Linked DNA regions of Zea mays: region 2 is linked to region 1. Evidence: chromatin contacts called from public Hi-C data. All regions are on one chromosome and are shown on one strand. The core of a region is the stretch at or near the end of the contact, and the rest is flanking DNA. Distances in the headings are between cores, read along the strand shown.

Region 1 (5,355 bases), core at 867-3,366:
TATAATATTTTTAGAAATTTACCATACGAAGATTTTGATAATCAAAGTTAAACTATGACGCTGCATGCGAACCAAACAATATATTATTTGAACACCGGAGGGATAAGGCTAGTAGCCCGTGGCTAGACACCACTGACTTGACTTGACTTGACTTGAGTGCAAACAGTGACGCAAACAAAAACGATGTTAATGGCCTGAGGTCCATCATTTTCTAGGACAACTGCACCAAACTGTCGCCTTGCCTCGTGCTAAGGCTAAAGTGCTAGAACATCGTAAGGCCCTGTCTCGTGGGTCCTACTAGAACTCAATAACTTCTTGGCTTCTCGAGGGCCCAGCATGACTAGGTCGCATACAATCCTCTCGTCAGTTAGCACTACGATTCTTCTCAATGCACATGAGGTTGCCGGGTCGTATTCCACAGCACAGTCATTTCCTTGCATTGCAAATACATCAAGGTCCCTCTCTCTGCATTAGGTATGATTTGCGTATGTAGCGGTAAGTTATTTTCTCACAATCTTTGCGGATCTAGCGGTAAATCATCCTGAAAGAGGTGGAGGGAGGGGGCAAGGGGGGACCAATTAGGGCTTGTTCGGTTATGCCAATCCAGAAGGGGATTGGACTCCAATCCCCTTCTGGATTGGCGTAACCGAACAAGCCCTTATTGGCACCCAAACCATCCACTCATCCATACTAGTTTACCGTATGATGGGACAGAAAAAATAGTAAGATAATGGGTGGTATTTGCACGACTAAAATCATTGTAATTTTTGGAAACCGATGAATGGTCGATAAATAAATATATAGGTATTTGACGTTAGTGTTTTTAATAGCAATTGTGCCTAATCAATAAAATTCTACATAGTGTTTGGGCTAATTTTGTAATGATGATAGTAGTGAGTAATTCTTTTTTTCTTTATGATTAACACGGTAACACTACAAACACAAGTGGCTTGTAGAGATACTATATTGTTATTTGATCGAGATTATATGTTAACCTAATGTAATTGTAGAGATATTTTTAAAAGTGTCATAGTGATGACACGCAGTATCTTTTTGAACGAAGAGACACGTCAAATAATGTCTTACGTTTCATAAGACAAGTAGTAAAGACATAAATAGTGCCTCAATTGCACCAAAGATATAGTAAAATTATGGTTTCTTGGACTAATCGATACTCAAACTCAAGACCTCATGCAAACTCATAGATGTCGCACAACTTGTTGGTTACATGTTTGACATAAAGGTTACATGGCACTACATGCCTCAAACATCGAAATATCATCTCTACAATATTAAAAGAGATTACTCGAATTTTGTCTGTATGAGGTAAATTCAAAGTAAAAGTGTCTAAATAGATCTCTATATAAATTTATATAGACATTTTATAAAATGTTTTAGACAAATGTCTCAAGGATTGTCTCACTACTTGAGACATTTACCAAGGTGCATCGTCGATCAGATAGATGGGTCTTGGAACTCGAGGCCCCTTGAGATTCTTTTGGGACAGATGGGCACCAACCCTACTGAAGCATGGCTACAAATCGCAGGCGTGATGCCAATGAGTCAAGGGAAGAAGATGCTCAGAACCCTACATCCTCTATGGTGGTGGTGTATTGCTCATGAGTACAAGCGAGACTGGGGCCCGAGTACAAGAAAGCTCGAGTTGTCTAGCCTAACCTTCCGATTGGGATCAACCCGCTCTTATGTCAAAGTCTGCCCTCTTTTATAGCCCCAATGGGGTGGCCCTAAGGGTACATTCTCTTTTTACAACCCTTGTTGCGTGGGGCCTAGGTAATCATGAGGCATGTTGTGCTTGATATGGTGGAATCCGCTCGTAAATGGTTGGTGGAGCTCAGGCGTATGCCTCGGTACTCGCACTATGTCGCCCGGATCATGGGAGCTAGGCGTTAGTAGGGATGGCAATTTTACCCACGGGTTCTGATATCTGACCCATCGGGTTCAGATATAATATTTGACCCGTGGGTTCTACCCGTACCCGACCCGGGATGAAATCGGGTCAGGTTCGGTTTTTATACTTTACCCGCGGGTCCCCGCGGATATCCGAAAACAACCACCGGCCAACACAAGCCCAACTGCAGGCCCACAGCAACAGCCCACAAGTCCATTCTGCAGTCCGCACTCCGCACTCTAACCCTAGGCCATCGCTCATTCGCTCCTCAGTCTCCACGGTCCCCAGTCTCACCCGGTGGCCGACCAACCCCAGTCCGCCGTCCACCCTCACAGCCGCCAGCCGCCACCCTGCCAGCCGCCGCCAGCCACCACCTAGGCACCCACGGTCCACGGACGCACATGCACGGCACGGACAGGCCACACTGCTCACCCGCGAGCGGCGCGCGCGAGTCTCTGGCTCTCTGCACGTGCGCGACCAGAGGTCCAGAGCAGGCAGCAGGTAGCCAGGTACAGGCGACTAACCGAGTAGCCGGCCAATCGGCCATCCCTGCGACCAGAGCAGGCACCGGGCAGCAGGTACAAGCACGTCGCCCCCTCCCCTTCCCCTTACATGTAAATTTTTCAGTTGATGTCTCACTGACAATGGTCCGTCTCAAATAGGTTGTCCTCAACTCCATCCATGGCGCCTGTGTTTTCTTTGCTTCGCTGTGTTCCTGGCCGTGTCCCTATGTTGCCTGTTGGCTGCTGTCTGTTGAAGACTTTGAACACTGAAAACTGAAGTGCAAGTGTTGCAGACTTGCAGTTTGTTTATTTGTGTGAAGTGTCTTTGTGGGAGTGTTTTTTTATCCACGTCTCATGTATGTGTTGTTGTCAACAGAGAGTTATGTATTCATAATATTGCTTGCTTCTGTAACAGTAATCAGGTTTATTATGTCTTGGTTTTTTCTTTTGTTCTACCTCGTCAACCATGTGTCTCTGTGTAGCAGTTTGTTTATTTGTGTGAAGTGTCATTATACCCGCGGGTACCCGATACCCGCCCGATACCCGACGGGTACGGGCATGGGTACAAAATCCTACCCGCGGGTATAGTCGTGGATGGGTATAATTAATCCCCGCGGGTATTGTCGCGGGCGGGTATTTACCATACCCGATCCGAACCCGACCCGTTGCCATCCCTAGGCGTTAGAGGCTGGCAGCCTCCTTCAGGCCCAAAACCACTAGGCCCATTGGCCAACCTCGGGCCAAAGGACCCATGCGCCATTGGCTAATGGCCTCCTTCTACCCAAAGCCACCGGGCATGTTGATCAAGGGTGCTGCTAGCATTCGTACTTGTAACACCCTGAAAATCACCCTTGTAAATTTTCTCGAATTTCTTCCTAATTGAAATGAATTTCAAAACCATTTTTAAATTTGTTGTCCGAAGATGTGCTCAACAAAAAGTCTTGTCCAGGAATTTTATCCCCCACTCAACTTGTCCCCCCCATAACAACACTCTCCTCAACATATATCAAAGACCTACCTAAAAGTCCATAGGAAAAAATCACTCCTAAAATGATTTTCCCTTCTAAAGAAAAGTTCACTTTTCCTCCCTCCCCTCCTTTTCTCTTCTTTTGGCCCAGCTCGGCTTGGCCAGCCCACCCTGCCTGGCCTCCTTTCCCCTCCCTCCTTCCTGGTCCGCCTCACCACGGCCACTTGGCCTGCTAGACCCCCAATGCCACTCACCTCGACCCCTCTCCCTCTCACTAACACTACCGCCCCGACTCCACCCATCGGCGTCTCCCCTTCTTCCCCAATCTTCTTCCTCCCTCGGCCTTGGGTCACGCTTGCGCGCGCACATAATTAGCCTGAGCATCCCGCTGGCCACGACGCGACCAACAACAAGAACCCGACGCTGCCACCTGGCCTCGACGCCACCACCCCACTAATCCTCTTCAACGTTGTTGTGCATCCCGTCGGCGTGCTAGCCGACACCAACTCCTTCCGCCTCGCCGCTCACGCCATGGACCTTACCGCTGCTACCCGTCGCCCCAACCTAACTCCACTATGGCGCGCCCCACGCTATAGTGCTACTACCGCATGCCTTGCCCCACCCTGGCCTATAAATAGGACCCCGGCCAGCTTTTCCCCCCTTGCACTCAACATCGCCGCTGTGATCCAACTCCACAGGCTGACCGAAGCTTAGCTAAGGTGAGCCTCGGGTCCGCCCCAATCCCCTCTCCCCTAGTCCCACCCTCTTCCCCTCACATTCCCCTCCACAAGCTTCAATCAAGCTCCTCACCTCCTCCTATGCGCGCCACCACAGCTCCACGCCACTGGTGCACCTTCACCTCAAGCCACCCCATGGCCATTGCCTTGAGCACTGCCCTCACCAGGGATAGCTCTTTAACGTTCCAATGCCTCCCTCCCCACCTTCACCATCACTACCATGCCAGTTGCACCACAATCGTCATGGTCGTCCGCCGCCCCACTCTGGACAACCCCTTCCTCCCATCTACTCACCCCAGGTCACCCCAGTCGTGTTCCCCACCCTCATCTTCCCCTCCTGGCCAGATCTCGTCGCTAGAACCGCCCAGACGACGAGGAAGTCCGGTGAACTGGCAGGGACCATCGTCGGAGCTGCGACCCTAGCCGACTCGGCCGTTAGCCCCCTGACGCATCTGCTACTGTCACCCCTCTCTCACTGGTTCGTGGACCCCGTGGCTTAACGCCGCCACCCTGCCATTGTATCCCCCTACTGCAACTAGAAAGTGGGCTAGAGCCCTATAGGATGGCCCAATGCCTTGGGACAATTTCACCCCGAGTAACTCCGACATAAAGTCTAGATCTACCCCCTAAACTTTCCAGAAACTCTAAAACTACCCCTAGGCCATATATCACCCACATCTTCTCCGTTCGAACTCTGTTTTTTTTGTTTTCAACCAAAACTCTTCTAAACTCAAGCCCTATCTCTCTAAAACACCCTTGGCCCCCAGTTGAGCTCATCTTGTATTGGTTTTTCTTGTTTTTGCCATTAGGTTACATCGCAGAGTACACCACACCAAGTACCGAGGAGCCAAATCCCAACGTGAAGAACGGTGCCACGACCTGGAGCCCAATGGCGCCAAGTTCCAAGCACCTGTGCTGCTAGTCCCAGTGGCAATTCCACTGAATCCTTCTCCCAGTTTTATAAACCACATGTTATTTTGCTGCTAAACCTGGTAGGATAGCCACCATGAGCCGACCTATAAGCTATGCATAGGAATGCAACGAATTCTCTTTTATCTCATTTTTTGTGAAGGTTTTTGGAAAAATGTGTGAGTTGGGATAAAAAGGTGACTTTGGGAAAACAAATATAGTGAACGTCTTCAGTCAGCAACACTACCTAGAGCGGGATAGATTCTGAGACCCTAGGATATGGGGGACCCATGAGGAGTAACTCTAGGGTTTCAGATGAAATGCCTGGAG
Region 2 (5,355 bases), core at 747-3,246, 210 kb after region 1:
TCGCCTCCCCACACCACCGAAACTACCCTGCCTCCGCAGCCACCGCCCGTGACTACTCGTCCTCCCCACACCGCCTCGGGGACGCCTTGGTCGGCGATGTGGCGGGAGCATGCTAGGCCTGCTCCTCAGGCTCCTCTCGGCGTGCGGCGGGGTCTGGCCCACCTCGCTAGCCCCCCGTGCTGCGACCTTCTCCGAGGACGACTCTGAGGGCCGCGACGGCCTGCTCTGGTGGCGCGACCTCACGCGCTGCCACACCGGCGACGTCGCCGTTGCCCAGGCCAACCAGGTGCTCTTGGACCTTTTCTCATAACAGTATAACACACATTTGTATATAAGTTATCGTGGTATTATATGTTCCCGTTGCAACGCACAGGCACTCACCTAGTCAAATAATAATAGCCATAGGATCTAATATGTTTAATAAAATTACCACTCTGCCATTATTAAAGAGGATTTAAAGTAAACCCTAAAGTTGTAATTAATTACCCACTACTATTATTAAAGATAATTTAAATTAGCCCCCTAAAATTGCGATTAATTACCCACACTGCCATTATTAAAAACGATTTAAAATAACACACTAAATTTCAATTTAATTACATACTTTCTCACTATTTAATATCATTTAAAATAACCCTTCTATACTAATTAGAAATAAAACGTTTCGGAAAAAAATAAAATCTGAGAAATGCTCAAAAAAGTCTCACGATTCATCGAGTAACCTCCAACAATAATAGTCATTGGATCTATTTTGTTTTCAAAAAATTATCCATTCTGTAATTATTAAAAATAATTTAAAGTAGCACCCTAAAGTTATAATTAATTACCCACTTTGCCATTATTAAAATGATTTAAAATAACATTTTAAGTTGAGTTTAATTACCCACTCTAAAATTATTTAAAACAATCCTTCTAAAATTGCATATAAAGTGTCCACTACAATATTATTAAAGAAGATTTAAATCAGTCCTCATACATTTAAATTACCATTACATTATAATATATTAAATAATATTTATAATAACCTCTAGATTTGCGTTAGGTATAGTTATGTCTTTGTGTTTCGTGGCCTTTTGCATCGCTTGAATCCTGAAGATACATCGCAACAATGCACCCTCAATCTCAATGCCATGAACAATGCAATATCTTTTACTTCATCTCACATGCACGGGAGAAAGTACAATAACCATGCTGGCTAGGATAATCACCATGTTGCGGTTATAATCTCTAAGCCTATCAACTCTTTTTAAAATATGTATGAAAGAAACATAAATCAAATCTACTCCTCAATAATCATGCTATGAATACTTCAATATGTGAATATATTCTACTTTGTCTCACATGCACCGGAGAAGCACACAACAACCTGATTGGAAAAACTATAACACGGCGATAACTATATAGTCTCCTAAGCATGTTATCTCTCTTTTAAGAAAATGCACGAATCAAACACAAAGTAATTAACTAATTAACTAATTGAAATAATTAAAATAGATAAATAAGACAAAGCAATGGTTTTAATTCTTAGTGTTTCATCTCCATGAAACACTAATTTCCTCTCTCTCTCTCCTATTAATTAGCTTGCCAAATCATCAGTTTTGCTGATATGTCACTACATATATTAATGAGACTGAAACCCCTAGCCCTAGGGAGAATTGCGTAATAGTTGGGGACTTAGGGAGGGTTTGCGAACTATGTTAGCCCCAAATCTTGGCGGGTTGTTTGTGAAATTTACTCAACAGACATTGAAGAAAACTCGACAATTAGACTCAAACGAGGGTAAAGTAACAAATAATTTGGATGAGGTGATAAATAAAATCGTGTTACATTAACACATCATCTCCATATACCAGTACAAAGAACCACAGGTACACATAAGGGCTTGACTTTGGGAGGGGAGGAGCCACACCCACACATGGCTCTCGCTTATTCAACGCAATTATACATGCAGAGAAAATCAAGCGCGTACAGGAACACCTCGACGCGCGCGGCCCCACATCTCAGTCTCACTCGCAGAGGTCCGGAAGGGACTTATTGTTAATCGTACGTCAAACATGCATGCAGGCATGCACTCAACGAAAACAGGCGGCGCGGCGCGGCGGTCGGTCGGTCGGTGACGGACCGGTGCTCTCGCCGGCCAGGTCATCAGCCGAAGAGGTGGTGGTGCTTCTTCTCGCCGCCGGGGGCCTCCTCGGCGCCTTGTGGTCCTTCTTTTTCTCGTGGTGCTCGTGGAAGGCGTAGCCGCCGGCGCCCACGGCCGCCGTGGCGGCGAGCTCCTCCTCGATCTTGTGCCTGTGCGCGTGCTCGGGGTCCTTCTTCGCCTCGTGCTTCTCGTACTGCAAAAACGAGAGAAACAACATCATCGATCAGCCGAGTTCATGACATGTATGTCCACGCTGTAGTGAACTAGCTAGTGTGATAGGTCAGCGCAACGAAGCATCGATCGATAGCTCTGCATGGACGACGACAACGTACCAGCCCGAAGGCGCCAGCGCCGATAGCGCCGGCCTCGCCGAGGTGCTGCTTGTGCTTGTGCTCCTTCTTGTACCCCTCGTACTCGTTCTCACCGTCGCCGGTGGTCACCGCCTCGGTGGCCACGGTCTCTGAGTACTCGCCGGCCGGTGGGCTGCTCCTCGTCCTTCTTGTGGTGGTGGAATAGGTGGTGGTGCTTCTCCTCCGACATGGTTGCCTATCTAGCTTTTGGTCAAGGAGCATGCTTGGCTAGCTCTTTGTGATGAGAGTTTGTGACAATCGGATGGTTGGCCTGTTGGGTGGTGTGCCTTGCCCGCTGGGGCTTTTATAGGCGGCGAGGCCACTGTCGGAGATGACCTTTTTTATAAGTTTGGGAACTATTATACCAAGTTGATTATTCACAAACAGCGCGCGCGCACACACCATATCGTACTCTCTCTCTCTCTCTCTCTCTCTCTCTCTCTCTCTCTCTCTCTCTCTCTCTCTCTCTCTCTCTCTCTCTCTCTCTCTCTCTCTCTCTCTCTCTCTATCTCTCTCTCTCTCTCTCTCTCTCTCTATATATATATATATATATATATATATATATATATATATATATATATATATATATATATATATATATATATATATATATATATATATATATATATATATATATATATATATATATACACACACACACGGGGTCCTGATCTTGTACCTTTTCTTTTGGGTAAAGATGAATATGTATGATGCGAATAAGCTGCAAGGTGTCTGTCGGCCACTTGATCCAACTCCAAAAATATCTTCTCTATACTATCCACACTTGAAGGCGACCCCCCTTCTATCAGGAGCGGTCCACGTTGTCCTCGATCATCAGGCTAGCTACTTCGAGACACCGGCCTTGCTTGGGCCAATTACTAACCGCGCGCAAAGCTAGTGGTCGGCAGCTGTTACCTGCTATGTGTGTTATAAATGAATGCGACACAAATAGGATCAATCACAGAGGAGACACGGATTTAACGTGGAAAACCCCTCCAAAGTGAAGGGGAAAAAACCACGGGCGCCGGCAGGCAACTTCTCACTATTTTCGGGTGGTTACAGATCGCAGGAGATTTTCAATTGAGATAGATATCTCCTGCGGCTTACAAAGATATTTATAGGGGTGAAACCCTAAAACGATCCGTACCGGGGGGGGCTCCGCCCCCCCCACCCCCCCAGGCGTCCCTGGGCCGCGGGAAGGCCAGTTGGCCTCGCTGCGCTCCGACCCAAGCCTCCCGGCGACGGGCCTCCGCTTCGCTCGCCAACTTGGCCGCCTTCTTCAGAATTTGGATCACAGACTCAACAATGTGTATCCAGCGTCCAGGTCAGGTCATAACTTGTGACGATATGCTCTCGACTCGTGTAGGGCTCATGTCGATCTTCTTGTCTTGTCATGTGAACCTCGTCATTTCTCTTCGTTATCCCTTGGCGTAGGTGCCTGATTCTCAGATCCGCTACAATTTAGATGAGACTATATATCACGTTACGTAATTGACTAAATTGATTCTAGACCTCACATAATCGCGATCAGAGGTTGCAGATCGATCATGTATATGAGTGAACGAATATGTTTCCAAATGGTCCCTCCGGTCTAGAATACATGATGCTTCCGACAGGATAACTGTACGTGAGTTCGAGCGGTGGCTCGTCTACGATTTCCACCAACAAACTGTGTTGTCTCTCACGGATGTGCGTGCTACCATTGTCGCCATGTCTCTCGGCCATGTGTCGACCTCTAGGTATATGTTGTAGGTGTAGCTTGTGCACAGAGTAGGTGTGTGTGATTGGTGTGCGTTTGGGATGTGCAGTGCGTGAGTTCAGGGTGGGGCAATAAAAAAGAACTACAGAGTTCCACTTCACTTTCTCCTCTCATACCTATTAGCCGAAACCAACACTCCATCTGCACAACACCACCTCTCTTCTCCAAGATCACCAAGAAGCTTCTTTTCTAAGGACTGCAAGGGTATACACCAGCAAGACAAGGTAGGAATTTTCTCTTGCCCTAAATCTTCTAGTTCTCCAATTTTTCCCCTGAATGAAATTAGGAAACCTGAAGCAATATCAGTGCTTCAGTTAGATGTGGCTATTCATGCATTCTTTTTGCTATTCCTCGACTTGTTGAGTACCTTTGTACTCATTCCGTTTTGTATCCCTCCTTGTATAAATTTTGGTTGCATGGAGCTGGTAGAGGATGACTATGTTAGGTGTGACCCCATCTAACTCGACCTAGATGATTTTGTTGGTGATAGTCAAGAGTGTGATCCATTTTATAGTAAGGTTGATCCATATGAAGACAAAGGCATTAATATGATCTTGAGTTGAAGTCCGGTATTGTAATTAGTGTGTTGTAGTTGGCATGTAACTAGGTACAATTGTTTGGAAGTCAAACTACTTTTATGAAATAAACCACCTAACATGCTTCTGATTTGTGCTACTCTGATGTGAGATATTGTACTGTAAAACAAATAATTACAGTGTAATGACTTCAAAGACTGGTTATACCCCTCGTGAGCACAAATGTTGTGTGTCACCGTTGTGACGGGACCGCCCAATCTATAAAAGCACAAGTACCAAAAACATCTTCTTCCACAGTTGTTTTAGCATACTTGAACCTATATAGATCCGGTAGACCACCGAGTATCCCGGAGGACCTTGGTAAATCAACTCACAACCAAGATCGTAGATTAAGTAAATACACCTTCACATACGGGAGTTTTGCTGCGGAAATAATATTACAAAGAGTTTATAAATAATAAGTTGAGAGCGAGTACAAAAATCTGATTTCAAAGTAATACAGCTTTAAACAATATAGATATAACATAGTTTTGAAATATAGTGCTAGCTCGATGACAATCCTCCAGG

What was found. A called contact is a pair of places that touch in the nucleus more often than the background predicts.
Region 2: a Hi-C map of leaf shows a contact between it and region 1, with 3 times the contacts expected there. The contact joins the enhancer-like site here to the promoter of LOC100277748 in region 1. A contact is called at or near these places in 2 of 25 Hi-C or Micro-C datasets (leaf and tassel).

What each region holds. Positions count from the first base shown.
Region 1 is chr6:19,970,995-19,976,349 of Zm-B73-REFERENCE-NAM-5.0, forward strand. LOC100277748 reads left to right here and starts at 2,117. Exons shown (of 2, transcript NM_001151239.2): 1 at 2,117-2,487; 2 at 2,572-2,875. The coding sequence starts at 2,311. The coding sequence ends at 2,682.
Region 2 is chr6:20,182,320-20,187,674 of Zm-B73-REFERENCE-NAM-5.0, forward strand. It overlaps the pseudogene LOC103629082. Among protein-coding and RNA genes, the nearest start is that of LOC103629085, 7.8 kb to the right of the region's middle. Within about 2 kb of position 1,997, at least 15 of the 20 cell types and tissues checked have an H3K27ac peak or open chromatin away from gene starts, as enhancers often do. A contact at or near this core is called in leaf, where this site is marked.